2 separate regions of the Anas platyrhynchos genome follow, and region 2 is linked to region 1. The links are chromatin contacts, called in public Hi-C maps. All regions are on one chromosome and are shown on one strand. The core of a region is the stretch at or near the end of the contact, and the rest is flanking DNA. Distances in the headings are between cores, read along the strand shown. Region 1 holds the start of RPS6KL1 (ribosomal protein S6 kinase like 1). Region 2 holds the start of ISCA2 (iron-sulfur cluster assembly 2).

What was found. Hi-C and Micro-C count contacts between places; a contact is called where the count stands out from the background.
Region 2: a contact with region 1 is called in a Hi-C map of skeletal muscle, with 2.0 times the contacts expected there. The contact joins the promoter of ISCA2 here to the promoter of RPS6KL1 in region 1. A contact is called at or near these places in 2 of 8 Hi-C or Micro-C datasets (skeletal muscle and subcutaneous adipose tissue).

What each region holds. Positions count from the first base shown.
Region 1 is chr5:24,211,593-24,219,322 of IASCAAS_PekinDuck_T2T, forward strand. It overlaps RPS6KL1 (ribosomal protein S6 kinase like 1), which reads left to right and starts at 4,598. Exons shown (of 9, transcript XM_038179879.2): 1 at 4,598-4,947; 2 at 5,036-5,160; 3 at 6,105-6,152; 4 at 7,109-7,241. The coding sequence starts at 4,698. It overlaps PGF (placental growth factor), which reads left to right. Exons shown (of 7, transcript XM_038179883.2): 4 at 508-584; 5 at 1,524-1,553; 6 at 1,615-1,662; 7 at 2,335-3,051. The coding sequence ends at 2,356.
Region 2 is chr5:24,402,408-24,409,705 of IASCAAS_PekinDuck_T2T, forward strand. It overlaps ISCA2 (iron-sulfur cluster assembly 2), which reads left to right and starts at 2,696. Exons shown (of 4, transcript XM_038179579.2): 1 at 2,696-2,857; 2 at 2,960-3,074; 3 at 3,191-3,306; 4 at 3,473-4,704. The coding sequence starts at 2,799. The coding sequence ends at 3,647.

The DNA of each region.
Region 1 (7,730 bases), core at 3,348-5,847:
CGGGGTCAGCGTGGATCACAGCATGGATGAACACTCACAGTGAAGCCCCTGGATGTCCAGCCTGGCCTCCAGGCTGGGCTCTGGGCTGACACGTGGCAGGGCAAATCCTGCGCCCCTGGGCTGGGGAGGCACCGCGGCACCGGCTCCAGGCTGGGTGCGGTGGGAGAGGCGGCAGGAGGAGGCAGCAGCAGTGGGAATGGTCTGGAAACCAGGGCTGGGGGGAGTTTCCTTCAGGGAAGGAGGATGTACAATGCGGACAAACATGTGAAAGGGCTCCACAGAAGCAGAGACCAAAAAATCTGCTCTGAGGCTGGGAAATCCCAGGGCTAGGGGATTTAGATTACAGACCCCGGATGCCGGGCGGTGGGAGCAGAGCCTCCCGAGCTGCAGTGCCTGTGGAGGTGGGGTCTGCGGTGCCGAGGACTGGGTCTGACACGTGTCTGGCGGAGGGGCTGGGGTGGACGCCATCCTGCGCTGGCCAGGAGGTAACCTTTGTTCCTCTTTCAGCTCCTGAAGATAAAGCCCAACGGGGAGGCACCCTACGTGGAGATGTCGTTCACTGAGCACAAGAAGTGTGAGTGCAGGTAGGGCTCGTTCTGTGCCGCTGCGAGCCTGCCAGCTCGCCTGCTGCCCCTCTGTGGGGACGGGGATGTGCTGGGGGCACCTTGGCTTTGTTGGGAGCCCTCCCTCAGCTCTGTTGTGCCAGGTGCTTGCGGGGCAGGCTGCCCCACCTGGGCACGGGGATTTGGGGGTGTGCGTTTTTGGAGGATTGTGAAAGCTGGGGAATGGGAGTCCTGCTGGGCAGCTGTCAGACGTGAGGCTTGCCTGGAAGAGCGTGAGGATCCCCGTGCTGGTATTCCCCTGCTGTGCAGGCGGCCGTGCTGGAGCAGACCCAGGGGCCGTCCGGCTCCGCGCTGCCTCTGGAGCCGTCCTTCAGCGGGCGCGTAAGGAGGAGTGGGAAGGAGCACGTGTGCTGCTTCCCCCTGCTTCCAGCTGTTTTCCGTGCAGGGAATTTCCTGAGCCTGTTGTGGGTTTCCTACACGGGGTAGCTCCCGGGGGAACTTCCTCAAATGCTTGTGCAGCCCGTCCTTTGGATTCGTGCAGGCTTCTTGCATCTGCAGCACCTTTTGTCTTCTCGTTAAGCAGCCTTCAGCACTTCTGTGGCTCCCCCTTATTGAGCTTAGCGGAAGCGGGGTGGATGTCCTGGCCTTGGCTCCTGTGGGGGATGCCTGAGCCAAGTATGTTGTGGCTGGTGTCAGACAGCCACTGCTGAGACTGAAGCAAATCCCATGTGTTACTTGGGGCCCTGCGTCGGCTTTGACCAGCTGAGCGATGAAAGCTGTCGCTGAGAGCAGCCTAAAAACCGAGCCCGTGCTTCCTGCCCTCATGGGCAAAATGGCACAGCCCCGAGGGGAGCCACCAAAGTCTGGGTGGGAGAAGTCACTGGGTCTGCTTTAAGCACGAGTTAAACCCGGTGTGCTGCAGGTGGCACTGACCACGTAACACCTCTGCTCTCCCCGCAGGCCACGGCAGGACCCGGTGAGGCCGGGGAGGTAAGTGGCACTGGGGGTGACGCTGCCGCCCGGGGCTGTGGCCTCACTGCCCACGCGTCAGTCTCTCTTGTGCTGCTTTCCTTTTGAAGGAGGAGACCCAAGGGCCGAGGTAAGAGAAGAGGAGAGAAGAAGAGACGTAAAGACTGTGAGCTGTAAGTGAGCAGGGGCAGGCGTGGGTGCTGCCTTCTGAGTTCTGTTTGCAGGGAACAGCAGGATTTTAGGCCTTTACCTGGCGCTGTGAGTAGCGATGGGTTGAGGGGAGAGCAGGACGGAGGGGACAGCAGGTGGCTGGGGGAATCCTCCACTCACTGGGGGCTTGGTAGATGCTTGGTGGCCTTGAGGCTGAGATGCTGAGCAGGACGGAGGGCATGGCTTGATGGTGCGTGGCTCTATTGCCGTCACAGACTGTGCTGTCAAAAAACAACCCGTGAATTTCCTGTTCCAGCCTCCTTTTGCTGCCAGCCGTGTCCTTACTGCAGTCCTTGGCTGGCTGCTGTTTGGGTTACTCCCAGCCTTCCCCACCTTGTGTTCTGCTGACTCTCACAAACAGCCTGCTGAGGCCGTGCAGGCCAGGCACGTGCAGGGGACGCAGCCTGGGGCTGGCCCTTCCCTGTGTTGTCCAAATCTTGCTGCCCAGTGCATCTACAACCCCACAGCCCCCTCCTCCCCACGAAGCCCTGCTTCTTGCGATCCCATCCTGCGGTTTGGTGGGGAGGGAGGGACCTGGGGGGCAGCGGGGGGTGACCCTGGTGGTGCTGACCCAGGTGTGCTCCCCTTGCAGATGCGGCATGCCGCGCAGGTAGCCTCCGCTCTGCCCCCGGCCTCGCTCCTGCCTCCGGGGCCTGATCCAGTCCCATTCCTGCCCAGCGCGGGGGACGTGCGGAGCTGAGTGATGGTGGCTGGGGAGCAGATCCGCAGCGGGAAGGAGCCGACGGGACTCTTGCTTGGCCCTGGAGCCGAGGACTCCCTCGCCCTGTCTGCACCGGTTGCAGCAGGACTAAAGGACCCTTGAAGGAGGATGAGGAGCTGGAGCTGCACCGTGGTGCTGGAGGGCCGCGAGGAACGGAGCTGGTGGATGTGCTGCTGGGGGTGGCATGGGGTGGGGGCTGCAGCCACGGAACTGCTCTGTCCTGCCGGGCAGGGGAAGGAGGGACAGCCGGGACAGGCAGGGCTGCATCGCTCCCAGCTTGGCACGGAGCAGCCCAGGAGGTGCCAGGGGGGGTGGGGAGCTGGCCTGGGGAGGCCTCCCGGGGGGCACGGGGAGGGAGCTGGGGTGCTGTGGGCCTTCCTGTGCTGGTATCCTCTTCGTGGCCTCCCCCTTCTTAATAAAAGCTGGGGGCAGACCCAGGAGCTGGCAGGGTGAGTGCTCCTCTCCTTTCCAGCAGCTGCAGGCTGCTTTGCTGCTGGTGACATGGGGTCCTGGGACCCGCTCTGGGGAGGGAGCTGCCCCTCTTTGTGGTGCTGTGTGCGGCTGGAACCTCTCCCTGCTCCCCATCCCCTTCCTGCTCCAGCCCCAGCCTCTCTGCCCTGCTGAGGGCTGGTCCCAGCTCTGTCCTGTGGCCACCCCTTCCCCTGGTGGGGCTGCTGCAAGGCGGGCAGGCTGCACGTTTTCCCCACTCCTGCTGTGGGAGGGCTGGATCTGGCTGCCGAATGCACCCCCGTGCTTCTCCATCCCCTCCTGCAGTGCACGGACCCGAAGGCCAAATTGGGGCACCAGCACCCCCCTGGAACACCCATGGGGCACCACTGGTGCCCTCAGTGCCACCAGCCAGTGCCACCTCCTCGGGTGTGGGGCTGGCTTCTGAGCTCAGCCCACCTTCCTGCAGGTCCTAGCTGAGGTTTATTTCTCCAGGCTTGAAGCAGAAGCCTGGGTGAGAAGATGTGCAAAGGCTTAGCTCTTGCCATCAGCTGAGAAGAAATGCGGTTTGTTCCACCTGGGTTAACCTGCTATAGCATGTGGGTGGGGGTTCAAGGCAGCTCCCCCTGGGTCTGGCACAGTCTGACACTTTGCAGGGAGCTGGGGCCCTGCTCTGGGCAGGTTTGGCTCCTTTCAGCCTGTCTGGCTGTGCCTGTAGGATATAACAAGAGCTGTGAGCAGCACATGGGGGGTGGCTGTGACGGTTTCTGCACTTGTAACAGTAAAAGTTTCACCAGGGTAGCATTACACCTATAAAAAGAAAACTACGTAAAAATGAGGGTGTTAATCAATTAACCTGTTAAGCGTGGTTATGAGGGTTAAAAGCAGAATGGCTCTATTACCTGTGACTTGGAGTGCCTTGCATCCTCACGCAATGCAGCTGTGTTTCCCAAAACCTTGGTGCAGCTCTGCTGCCACAACCTGCTGTGCCGCATGGGCAGGCAAGGAGATGGAGGGCAAAATCACCCAGCACTGGGTCCTTTTCTCCCCGAGACCTTGCTGCTGGCCTCGTGGTCTGGATCCCAGCCGGAGGTCAGGCTGGCAAGGCCTGGGGCTGGTGATGCCCCGGGGAGCAGCAGGACCCCGGCCGCCCCGCTGGGTTATCGGTGTCCTGAGGCTCACTGCCTCTCCCGGCGCTGCGGGGCAAAGGTTTGTTTAAGGAGGCTTTAGGAGAAGGGCTGGGGCAGGAGGGCTTAGAAAGGGTAGGAGGGAAGGCAAAACATCAGCTGGGCTCCGGGCTGCAGTTACGGTGTGCTTTGGGGGTGCACCTGGTACGGTGCTGGGGAGCCCAGGGGGCTGGCGTTAAAGGTTTTGCTGATAGCTTCAGGAGCATGCAAGGGAGCCGTGCAACCTTCCTGCTTGCTGTTAGCAGCTTCTGGGGGATCTGAGCCATTTTCAGCCCCCGGGGACCACTGGGACCCGCTGCAGACCAGGCTCACCCCTGGCAGGAGCACACCGGGGGCTCTGCAGCCGCAGGGATGCTCCGGGTCGTACCCGGGGGGGCGCCGCCGATTCCCCCCGGCCAGGTGCGAAGCCGGGGGCGAGCGCGTCCCCGCGGCCCCTCCCTGCGCGTGCCCGCGGCCGGGCGCGTCCCCGCGGCCGGGGATGAGCTCACCCGCGGCCAATCGGCGCCGCGCCGGGGCGGGCTCCCGGGCGCGCTCCCCGCCGGGCACCGGGGCTCGGTACCGCTACCGGGGAGAGGGGGTCCGGGGGGCGGGGGGGGGGCGATGGGCGATCGGCAGCCCCGCGCCCCCCGAGGCCATGCGGACCCCGTGGCGGGGGGCGGGCGGGGGCGCTGCCCACGGGGGGAAAGCCCCCGGGGGGACTGCCCGCGGGGGCACTGCCCGCGGGGGGATTACCTGCTGGAGGCGGCGCGGCAGCTGCGGCTGGCGCTGGAGCGCGACGTGAGTGAGGATTACGAGGAGGCCTTCGCCCACTACCAGAACGGCGTGGACGTGCTGCTGCGCGGCGTGCAGGGTGCGGGGGAAACGGGCAAGGGGGTGTCCGGGGGGTGTCGGGGCGCAGGGGGGTCGGCGGAGGTGCCCTGACGCCCAGCCGCCCGCAGCCGACCCCAACAAGGAGCGGGGCGAGGCGGTGAAGAGGAAGATCGCGCAGTACCTGCGGCGCGCCGAGGAGATCTTCACCTGCCACCTCCAACGTGGGCTGGGCGACGGCAGCCCCGCGGGCACGGTGAGCGGCCGCGGTGGTGCGATGGGGTCGGGGGCTGATAAGGGGCTCGGGGAGCCCGGGGAGGTGGTGGAGGCACCGTGACGGGGATGTCCGCGGGATGGTTGGACGTGGTGCTTGGGGACGTGGTTAGTGGGTGCTATTGGTGGTAGGGGTGGTTGGAGCAGGAGATCCCGGAGGTCTTTTCACAGAATCACCTAGGTTGGGAGAGACCTCCGAGATGACATGGTGCACCCTCTGACCTAACAAACCAACCTTTCCAACCCTCGTGGGTCTGTGATCCCCTGGCCCTCTGCTCGCGCTGCCTCGCAGGGTTACAGCAGCCTTCGCTTACGGCCCATCAGGACGCTGAGTGCGGCGGTGGAAAACCTCAGGCGGTGTAAGGTGGTGGGAGTGATCGATAAGGTGAGGGCTCGACATGGAGCTGGAGGGCTGAGGCTGGGGACCGACCAAGGGAAGCATGACAAGGAGGGGCCTGGCCGTTGGGATGGGGGTGATGGCTCACCAAGGAGCATGGGGGTCTCCATCCACACTGTTCCCACCAAGGAAAATTCACAGCGGGGAAGCCAGAAACTTTGTTAGCTGGCAAGTCTGTTAATTTCCCCTTTGCTCTTGCTTATCAAAGCTTCCAAGATACTTATGAGGAAGCTGCTGCATCCAGGTCTTTCCCGTGTATGGGATCACGCTCGATGGCCGGGTACAGTGGTGGTGGATTCCTGCAGCTAACCCAGACTTCAGCAGCAGACCAGCTCCCTGAATGAAAAAGCTAGTTAGTCATTTGGGATCTCAGAGCGAGGATGCCAGGCTTTCTGTCTCCATACGTGCACTGGCACGTTGCTCCCCTCTGCTGTTCTCCTGGCGTGGTGGTTTGTCAGGGCTGGGGTTATTCCTGCAGGCTGCGTGCCAGGGGCACGGTGTCTGAACAGCTCTGTGTACGCTGCCTGCAGGTGCAGATAGTCCAGGATCCAGCCACCGGAGGGACCTTTATCCTGAAGGTGGGTGTTTATGGTTTCACAGCTCATCAGCTTCCTCGTCATTAGGAGGAAATTCTTCATTGTGAGGGTGGTGAGGCCCTGGCACAGGCTGCCCAGAGGAGCTGTGGGTGCCCCATCCCTGGAGGAGTTCAAGGCCAGGCTGGATGGGGCCTTGGCCAACCTGATCCAGTGGGTGGCATCCCTGCCCACGGCAGGGGGTTGGAGTTAGATGATCTTTAAGGTGCCTTCCAACCCCAGCCATTCTGTGATTCTGTGATCTGCCTCCATCCCCTGGGCATGACCGTGGGGCAGGAGGTGTCTTGCAGCCAATAGGGCCAAGTGGTGAATGTTCCTTAGCTCCTTTTCTATGCAGCTCAGCAAAAAGAAGATTTATGAGTAACAAACTTCCTCTAGGACCTCTATGATCTGCTATTTTTGTCCACTCACCTCCCTCAGCCACCAGAAGGGGAGAGGTTCTCCTTGTTCATTCGTGTGTTTCTCCGCTGGGCCCCGGCCTTGTAATGGGGTGACCCAGGCCCAACACCCGTGTCCATCTGAGTCCAAAACGGGTGGCGGTGTGCTTGGTACAGGTGGCAGGGTGTTTTCCAGTGCCCTTACAAGTAGCTGTGTGTAAGAATAAGACTTGTTTAGCCGCTGGCGAGGAGGCCGTGGCGTGACGGAGAAGCGCCATTTCCTGGGGGAATGTAGAGGTGGTGTGGTGGAGTCCCACTGGAAGCAAGGCCCAGGAGGCAGTGTCCCCATGTCCCGTGCACTGCAGGAGCTTTGCAGAGCCCTGTGCTGTCACAGCTGGGTGTTGGGGACAGACGGACAGATGGACAGACAGACATACCACCACGAGCTGCAGGTTTCCACAGCGTGGGGCCCGCAGCTCTTCTGCCTGTCCTCCTGCCCTGCCTGGTCCCATGAAACCCCAGCCCCTTCGGTGCTGTAACCCCCCTCTACCTGTACCTCCTCAGAGCCTCCCCAAATCCCACGTGGAGACCCGTGAGCGGCAGACCATCATCCCTCATGGCGTCCCCTTCATGGTCAAGCTGCTGTGCTACTACGCGAGCGAGGACTCCATCTTCCTCCACCTGGAGCACGTGCAGGGTGAGTGGGGGCAGCACTGCCTCTTGGCCAGGAGCATCCTGCTTTTATCCATTTTACAGGATCAGATTGGTTTCTCCTGGTGGTTTAGGACTTTTTTGTTTTTCTAGTAACAGCACACGTGCTTCTTGAAAGGGTGGCTGGTGCCAGGCCTTGGAGACTTTGTGGGAGTTGCTGCTCAGTTTTATGGGGGATTTGGGAGATTTGATAAGAGCTGGCTGAGGAAGTAACCTAGAAATGGGGCTGTGGAGACCTAGGAGGAGGAGGCTGGGGGGGCAGGGAGTGTAATAGGGAAAGTAGCTCTGGGGATCACTGTGTCCCATGGGAGGGAATGGTCATACAGCCATGCCTTGCTGTAGGGAAGTTGGTGTGGTCTGGCAGCTTGAAAAGAAAAACCTCTCTGCTTTATTGGCGTTGTCTGGCTGTGGCAGGAAAATTATGGAAAGAACTGAGTGAGGTGGTTCACTTGGATGTTGTAGAACCAGAGGCTAT
Region 2 (7,298 bases), core at 1,446-3,945, 190 kb after region 1:
AAAATGTGTCACAAGCCACTCTTGCATTCAACAGCCATGTCAGAGGTTTTAGCATCATCTGTTTCTGAATCACTGAAACAAGCTCAGTTTTCCACTGAAACAAGTACAAGATGCCTTGAACATACACGTTGCAGAGGAGACGAGAGTAGAATAGCTGTAGAATTCAGCTCACTGGCAGACCTCTTCAATACAGGGTGCTTAAAGAGAGCTAAAGGAGTTCCCCAAACCTAGGGGACGCAGACCTGAATAAGGAGAGGAAAACAAAGTATGATCAAACCTAAGAACAGATTACATCAAGCTATCAGCAACCACAAAACCAACAAAGTCACAGCCTAGGAAGGAATAAAATGTAGGCTGTAACTCTGGATGAGACAAAAACACCCCCTTGCCGCATAGCTGGCAGAAAGAAAAAGTAATTACTGATAATAAAAAGGTGCAAAGAAATAGCTCTTCTCCTTAGTTACACAGACCTCTACCAGCCACTCAGAACGTTTGATCCCAGCACCTGAATCACTCATCAAAGTCATGGATTATTAATTAGACTAAATTAACTCTGACTGAGGCTAGCTCATCTCTCCCTCATTTTCTCAGGCTACAATAATGGTCTGACCAACATCCAGAAATGCCTTGAAGATACATGTCAGATTTCTGACACTCAACGCTGGCAAAACTGAAGGCAGCTAGAAAGAAGCTATATCAAATCCCCCAAAGGTGTTTGCAGGCACAGCATGGGGCCATGAAACACCCGTGATAGTCCAGTACACCCTGCAGAAGAAAAGCCAGTACAGTGTGGGAAGCAGGCACCATCCTCCCCCTTTTCTCCCAAGAGTTCTTGATTCACTCCTCCACAGGTCATCTGCTTTTGGGACAGCACATTGATAATAACTCAGGAAACACCCCCAATGTTTTTAAAAGCATCAAGTGTTCCACTGTGCCTGATCTGAGGATTCATCAACTCTTTGCAGATAACTGGATTGATACCAGCTCCTCTGGGCCCCTGCCTGTGATGCTTTCATGGTTTTATGAGAGCATCATTAACCTCAGACTGAGAAAAAGTAAACAGTCCAAACCAGTCTTTATTTACATGTTCAGGGTGGTATAAATAAGCAAAAGCACGTGGTTACTTGAAAGCACGGGCCCCTCTCAGCCTGGCAGACACATTCACCACTAAACTGTGGGAGTGAGGCTTTTAGGATTTATATACATGAGACTTAACTACATGTTTACTACTGCAGTCACTTTACCACGCACTTGATTTCTATGCATGTGCCAAAGAAAATAATTCTACTTCCAGGAGACTGCAAGTCTCTGCGTGGAACTGCCAACTCCACGCTTAATGGACAATAACTTTGTCAAGCAGATCTCATTTTGGATTTAAGCACTTCCTTTGCCACTGTTGGGCTGCGGGGAGGTCAGGCTGTTCTAGACGTTGCCTTTTTCCGAGCGAGATGTGTGAGAGAGCTAACAGTCACCAAGTCCCGAGGTGCACTGACTTGAAGGGATCCTGCTGGGATGACTGGTTTTCCTCTCATGCCACTGCATGACTCCCCACAAACACCACCAGGGTGGGGGAACGAGATTGCGGGCTGGAATTCCTCCAGCAGAAGCATGTGAGGAAGAACGAGATAAGACTCCTTTAACCACGAGCACATCTCTGAGGAACAGGCCAGACTACTGTCACATGTCAGATGGTTGGGCTTGAGAGAAAAATTAAGTAGGGCTGCTCAGCTTAGGGCTGCCAGGCAAGTTCAGGACTTAGTCAGGTGAGACAAGATGATTTGCAATGTTCTTGGTAGAAGTATTTTAAGAGGAAAAGTATCTTTAACAAAATTCATGTAGCCTCTTATTAAGCCTGAGTTCCTTGCTCTGACTGCGAAGAGTTAATTGAAGAGCCATTAAACACCTACACAAGTTAAAATAAGAGGCAGCAGATATGAGCAGAGGGGGCCTGGGAGATGAGAAGTGCTGGTACTAATGCAGGCTCCGTGCTCCAAGGAGGAGGTGAAACCATGGAGATTGCATCTGGGAACAGTGCCTTCGACACCAAAGCCGAGATGAACGCTCGGATGTGCACAATCCTGCTGGATCCTGCTCTCACAGGAGAGCCGTGAGGAGCAGGAGGGGACGAGGTGGAACTGCAGAGGCACGCAGAAAGCTGAGCATGCAGATCTCTGTGTTTGCCCTGCCAGTCATAAATGCTGATCCAAAGGAAAACAGACCTCTACAGGGACTGCTGAGCTTACTTAGATATTCTCACCTGATAAAGGAAAGCAAAACAGAAAAGGCAATATCAGGAAAAATCCTAAAAAATCCTTGAGCCCAGGCCCTGAGTTTATTCTTGTGTTTGCGTAATTTCCCCTACAATGGCATCTCGATCCCTATCAGGGTCTCCGGGTACTACTCAGCGTAAATAACCCTCACAGCTAATCCCACCGCAAACACGCTGTGTGGAGAAGCGCTGCGTTATTTGCCAACTTATTTTTCTTTGGCGAGCTCTGCCGCTTTCGAAAGCAAAACGCCTTCACTTCAAGGACGGGCACAAGAGGCTCAGCCTCTTCCCAACCCCGAGACCGTGCTGACACAGCCACATCAAAACGTCCCCTACAGGGGAGTTCCCCGTCGCCTGCGGCAGGACAGCCGTGGCGAAGGGCAACCGGGGGCTGACAGGGAGGGGCAGTGCGCCCCTCACGGCCGCCATTTCCCCCGCCCCCCCCTTTCCGCCCCGCTGGGCGCCATGGCGGCCCGGCGGCGGAAATGGCGGGCGGGGCGCGGGGCGGGCGGGAGGAGGAGGAGGCAAGATGGCGGCGCCGGGGGCGCTGAGGCGCTGCTGGAGGCTGGCGCTGGGCTGCCGGGCCAGGTACCGGCCCCGCGGTGGTGGTGGTGGGGTGTAGGGCTCGGAGCGGCGCCGCCCGGTGCTGGAAGCCGGTGCTGAGGCTCTCCCCTTTTCTCCCCGAGGCAGCTGGCGTCCCGCACCGCCGCTCCGAGGACGGGCGCTGCGCTGGGCATCGTCCTCCTCGCAGCCGGGCCCGACGGAGGGCGAGGGGCAGGTGTACCTCAGCCAGAGCTGCGTGAAGGTAGGGCCTCGGCAGGGCTTGCCAAAGCGCCCCGCCTGCTCTAGGCACGGTTGGAGTGCTCGTCTGTGTGTTTGGATCCTCCGTCGTGGTTGTGTGCCTGTGTTTGCCTGTTGCAGAGGCTGCTGGAGATCGCGGAGGGCTCCGAGTTCCTCAGGCTGCAGGTGGAAGGAGGCGGCTGCTCCGGCTTCCAGTACAAGTTCTCCCTGGACACAGTTGTCAATCCCGATGACAGGCAAGGACAAACGGGGGCGGTGGGGGTCAGGGGTGACAAGAAAGGTGTGTGCGATGTGGTACCCTGACCTGAAGGAAAACCGCCTGTGAATTCAGGAAGGTGCTCAGACTGCTTCTCTGTCAGGTCTGCAGCACAATTAATGCTTAATTACATTGCTTTTCTGTAGGGTGTTTGAACAAGGTGGCGCCCGTGTGGTGGTGGACGTGGACAGCCTGGCCTTCGTGAAAGGCTCCATGGTGGACTTCAGCCAGGAGCTGATTCGCAGCTCCTTCCAGGTGGTGAGCAACCCCCAGGCAGAGAAGGGGTGCTCCTGTGGGACCTCCTTCTCTGTCAAATTCTGACGGGACTTCTTGTGGATGAACACGGTCTGCAGGTGTTTTCTGGCAGTCTCCAGAGGGTTTTTGCTCACTCTTTTCCCAGCTGTTCCTTCTCATCTTCCTTACTCTGTAATACAGCAGTTACAGATGGCTCCAGCTGTGTGTGTGTGTGTTTGAACTGAGCCTGTCTCCAAGACTTGTTGGCCTCCCCTTTAGAAACATGAAGTAGCCGTGAGCACGCACAAAGGAACATCTTCAGGAGCATCTTCAGCACTTTGTGAACCACCTGCCAGGTGGTGCTGACTCGCCTGCCTTGTCCTGAATGTGGAACCACTCGCCTCTGCCAAGAGAAGGCTGTATGCATGTGTGTTTATTGAAAGTTCTTACAAAAAAAAAAAAAATGAGTTTTTTTGGTATTACTTGTGTATTTCTAGTGGGTAGAATCTGGATTCGTTCCAGCATCTGCTGCTTATTCATTGTTTTTCAGCTGAATTGGGCTGTCACCTACCACTGTTGCTGGCTGTCCGCCCTCCAACATTCAGTGGGCTTTTGCAGACCCTTTGCTTTTCTTTTGCCCAGCAGACCTGTCTCAGTCCCAGGAATCTACAGTGGTGCTGTCAGTCCCTAGGACTGAAGTTTTGCCTTGTTCAGAGTAAGTGACACTAAAAGATTGAGGTGGCAAGAATTAATAGCTTATTTCTTTTATTAAAAAAGTAAAGAAAAAGGGTGGTGCGTGTGTGTGTATATAAATGAAATACGTAGCCCGCCATCCCCCATTACTATTTTAAAGGCTGTTCCTAAACCTGACTTGGAATTGTAGGTCATAACAAGGTCTCAGGTGTCATAGTATGTTCATTGCCTTCTCTTCTCAGCAGGAAGGGCAGTCTAGGTGACGCAGGTAGAGGAGGTTCTAAAGTATTGTTTAAGGGTCCTCAAGTCAGTTTGACTAAGTTGTCTGAGAAAAACTTGCTTCACCATTTAATCTGCCTGTCTGCCTGGTCTTACGAAAGAACGAAATATCTCCTTTCCTTTATGAAACTCCAATAAAAATGGGAAATCTAGAGGTTTCCAGAATAACGTCCTTTTGATTACTTGTTTTCTGTAGCTTTTTATCTGCCACTAGATGTCTTTTAAATCACAGTGATTCATCTGCTTCTGTGTGAAAGGAGAGATAGGGAAACTATTTTTGTTCCCTCTCTTGTGTTTTATCTGATCAGAACCAAATTGTTGAAGGCTTGATTCTTTCACGTGAGTCAGGGAGCGCTGCGTGACTTTGGTTTCAAGGAAGCTGTTTGTGGCAAACCATGAACTTTTTGAGGCTCTGTGCCGCAGGTATTTTTGTGGTTGTTGTTGAACTTAACAGATTCCTTCCGAAGCTAGTCAGCAGTGCGTACATATGCTACACGTCTGCCTACTGATTTCTAGTGCTCAGTTTATAGCCAGACAGTGTTAGCTTCATCTGTAAATGTTACTGGAGTTCATTTGTGATCTGCTGCAGCTTTGTCATTTGAATGCGGTTGGGCTTTGGAGCAGCAGTTCCTTTGGTTTAGCCTTTTTGACTTCTGTTTCTTGAAGTCAACAAGACTATGTTCTATGTAGCTGTGTCCCCGGCAGAGAGAGGTGGATGTAGCACTGTCCCGGTTTGTAACAGGGAGTAAAAAGATGTGGTTAAAAGATTTGTCTAAACCTCTGCAGGATGTCTGGGCCCTACCCTTAAGCTCCCAAATCTTGAATGGGATGTTTGCCCGAAATGCCTTTGAAAGAAACTATAAGACCTAAAGGCTTCTGTAGGAAGAATACGTTAAAAAAACTTAATTTCTTTGAGGTGGGGTAACCAAGCAATGAAAGATGGCAGGAGGCATTGTTTTCTGAACCAGAGAGTACGTTATCTAGTTCTTGATACGTTTCATACAATTTGACCTTGGTCAAGTGTCTTTTGGCATTTTTGTTGTGGGAAATGTAAGTGCAGTAGTACTGAAGGGAAGGAAGCAAACCAGGAACTAGCAGGGCTTTTTTTTTTTTTTTTTTTTTTTTTTCTTCCCTAAATGAAAACGTGTCTTTAGCTCCCGTGTCTTGGGTTATTGTTCGTACAAAATGTGACTGTGCTGTCTCTGCTGAACCTAACCAAGTGCCACTTGCCTTTACTCACTCCCGCTGATGAAGTAAATCAAATAAGTGCTGTCCACATGGAGTGCCACCACTTTAAGGTAACTTGCCACCTCCCCCCTCCTGGGGACTGTACAGAGGATGAGGCTTTGTTTCCACACCAGTGTCAACCAGCAGGTTGTCACTGGGCTCACTGGAAGCTTGTCTGCCTGCGGTTCTGGCAGTACTGCTTGAACTGCACTAGGTGGACCCCTTACTCCTTGGGATTCATTGCACTGGGCATGTACAGATATTTAGACTTGCATCTGGAGTGAGGTGAGATGTGCTCCTTGCAGGACTGAGGCAAGAGCATAAGCTTCTTTGCCTGGAGGCAGTCTGGAGCTGAGTTCTAGTTCTGCAGCGGTGTCGTCTTTAGATCAGAGAAACTGCTAGGAGCTGGAAAGGTTCCAGCTCTACAGTACGCTGCTCCTTGGCCTCCAGCTTCCTGTAAGTAGCTATAACCTACTGGCCAAAACTACTAGTCTTCCAGTTCCCAATAGGGAAAGGATGCAAAGGGCTGTCTGTTGTCTCCAGAACCCCACTGGCTCTAAAAAAAGCATGTCAGTACATCCGAAATTGGAAACTTCTGTCTACATGAAGAAAGTCAGCAAAGGGGGGGGTGGATGTGCCACTGTTGAATTTTGGCTGTGTAGGCAGAAAAGACTGGATTTTCCCCTGAAAAGGGGAAACAAACTATCGAGGTTTGTACACTGAATAATAGCCTTAGAGTTGTCACCACACTATAGGCTGTGGGTAAAGACCAGTGACCTATTTTAAAGAAAAAGATGGAAGCAGAGGTTTATAAGAGGAATTCAGTTCTGACTGGGCAGTGACTTGCACTGAAACCCTGAGAACGGGGCAGGAGTATGGAGCTGGAGATTCTGCGTTTGCTTCACTGCAAATGAGAAACCGCAGTGGAAAATCTTTCTCTGCTCCCACATGAAGGATTCTCTCAGTTCACCCACCTGACAAGGAATGAATGATCAAGAAAGATATTTATGGAAACCTATGTTAAGATAAAACTTTGAGGGAAAGGGCACAATCATCAGTGTCACTGACAGGTGGGTAGGGGAAGGTGCAATAGGAATTCTAGCTTTGTTCAGGGCGCGTTGGAGCTCTGCAGGGACTTGTTGGTAGATGACCAGCACATCCTCAGCCTGTTTAAGAGCAGCATTCCAGCCCTGTTCTTAAAACTAGGTAACTACTGTCACTTACAAACCATGGGTAACCTGCCTCTCTTCCAGGCTTCCAGGAGGCAGTACAGAAATAGCTGACCTTTGTCATGTTCCTTTTCTTGTGGGTTAGGGTTATGTGTGAGAAGGCCATGTTCACCTGGGGTGGACTTCTCTGTGGTATTACTTGATAAAAAGAGCATTTGGGGTGGGTGGCTCTGCAACCCGTACCCCCCTGATGACACCCAGTTGGGCTTCTGCCTCCCCCACGCAGTAGTATAATTTCCTGCTTTCTTAGGGCTTGCCTGAATCCAGTACCTGGGGGAGGAATCACTAAATGGTGGAGGAGGCAATAATA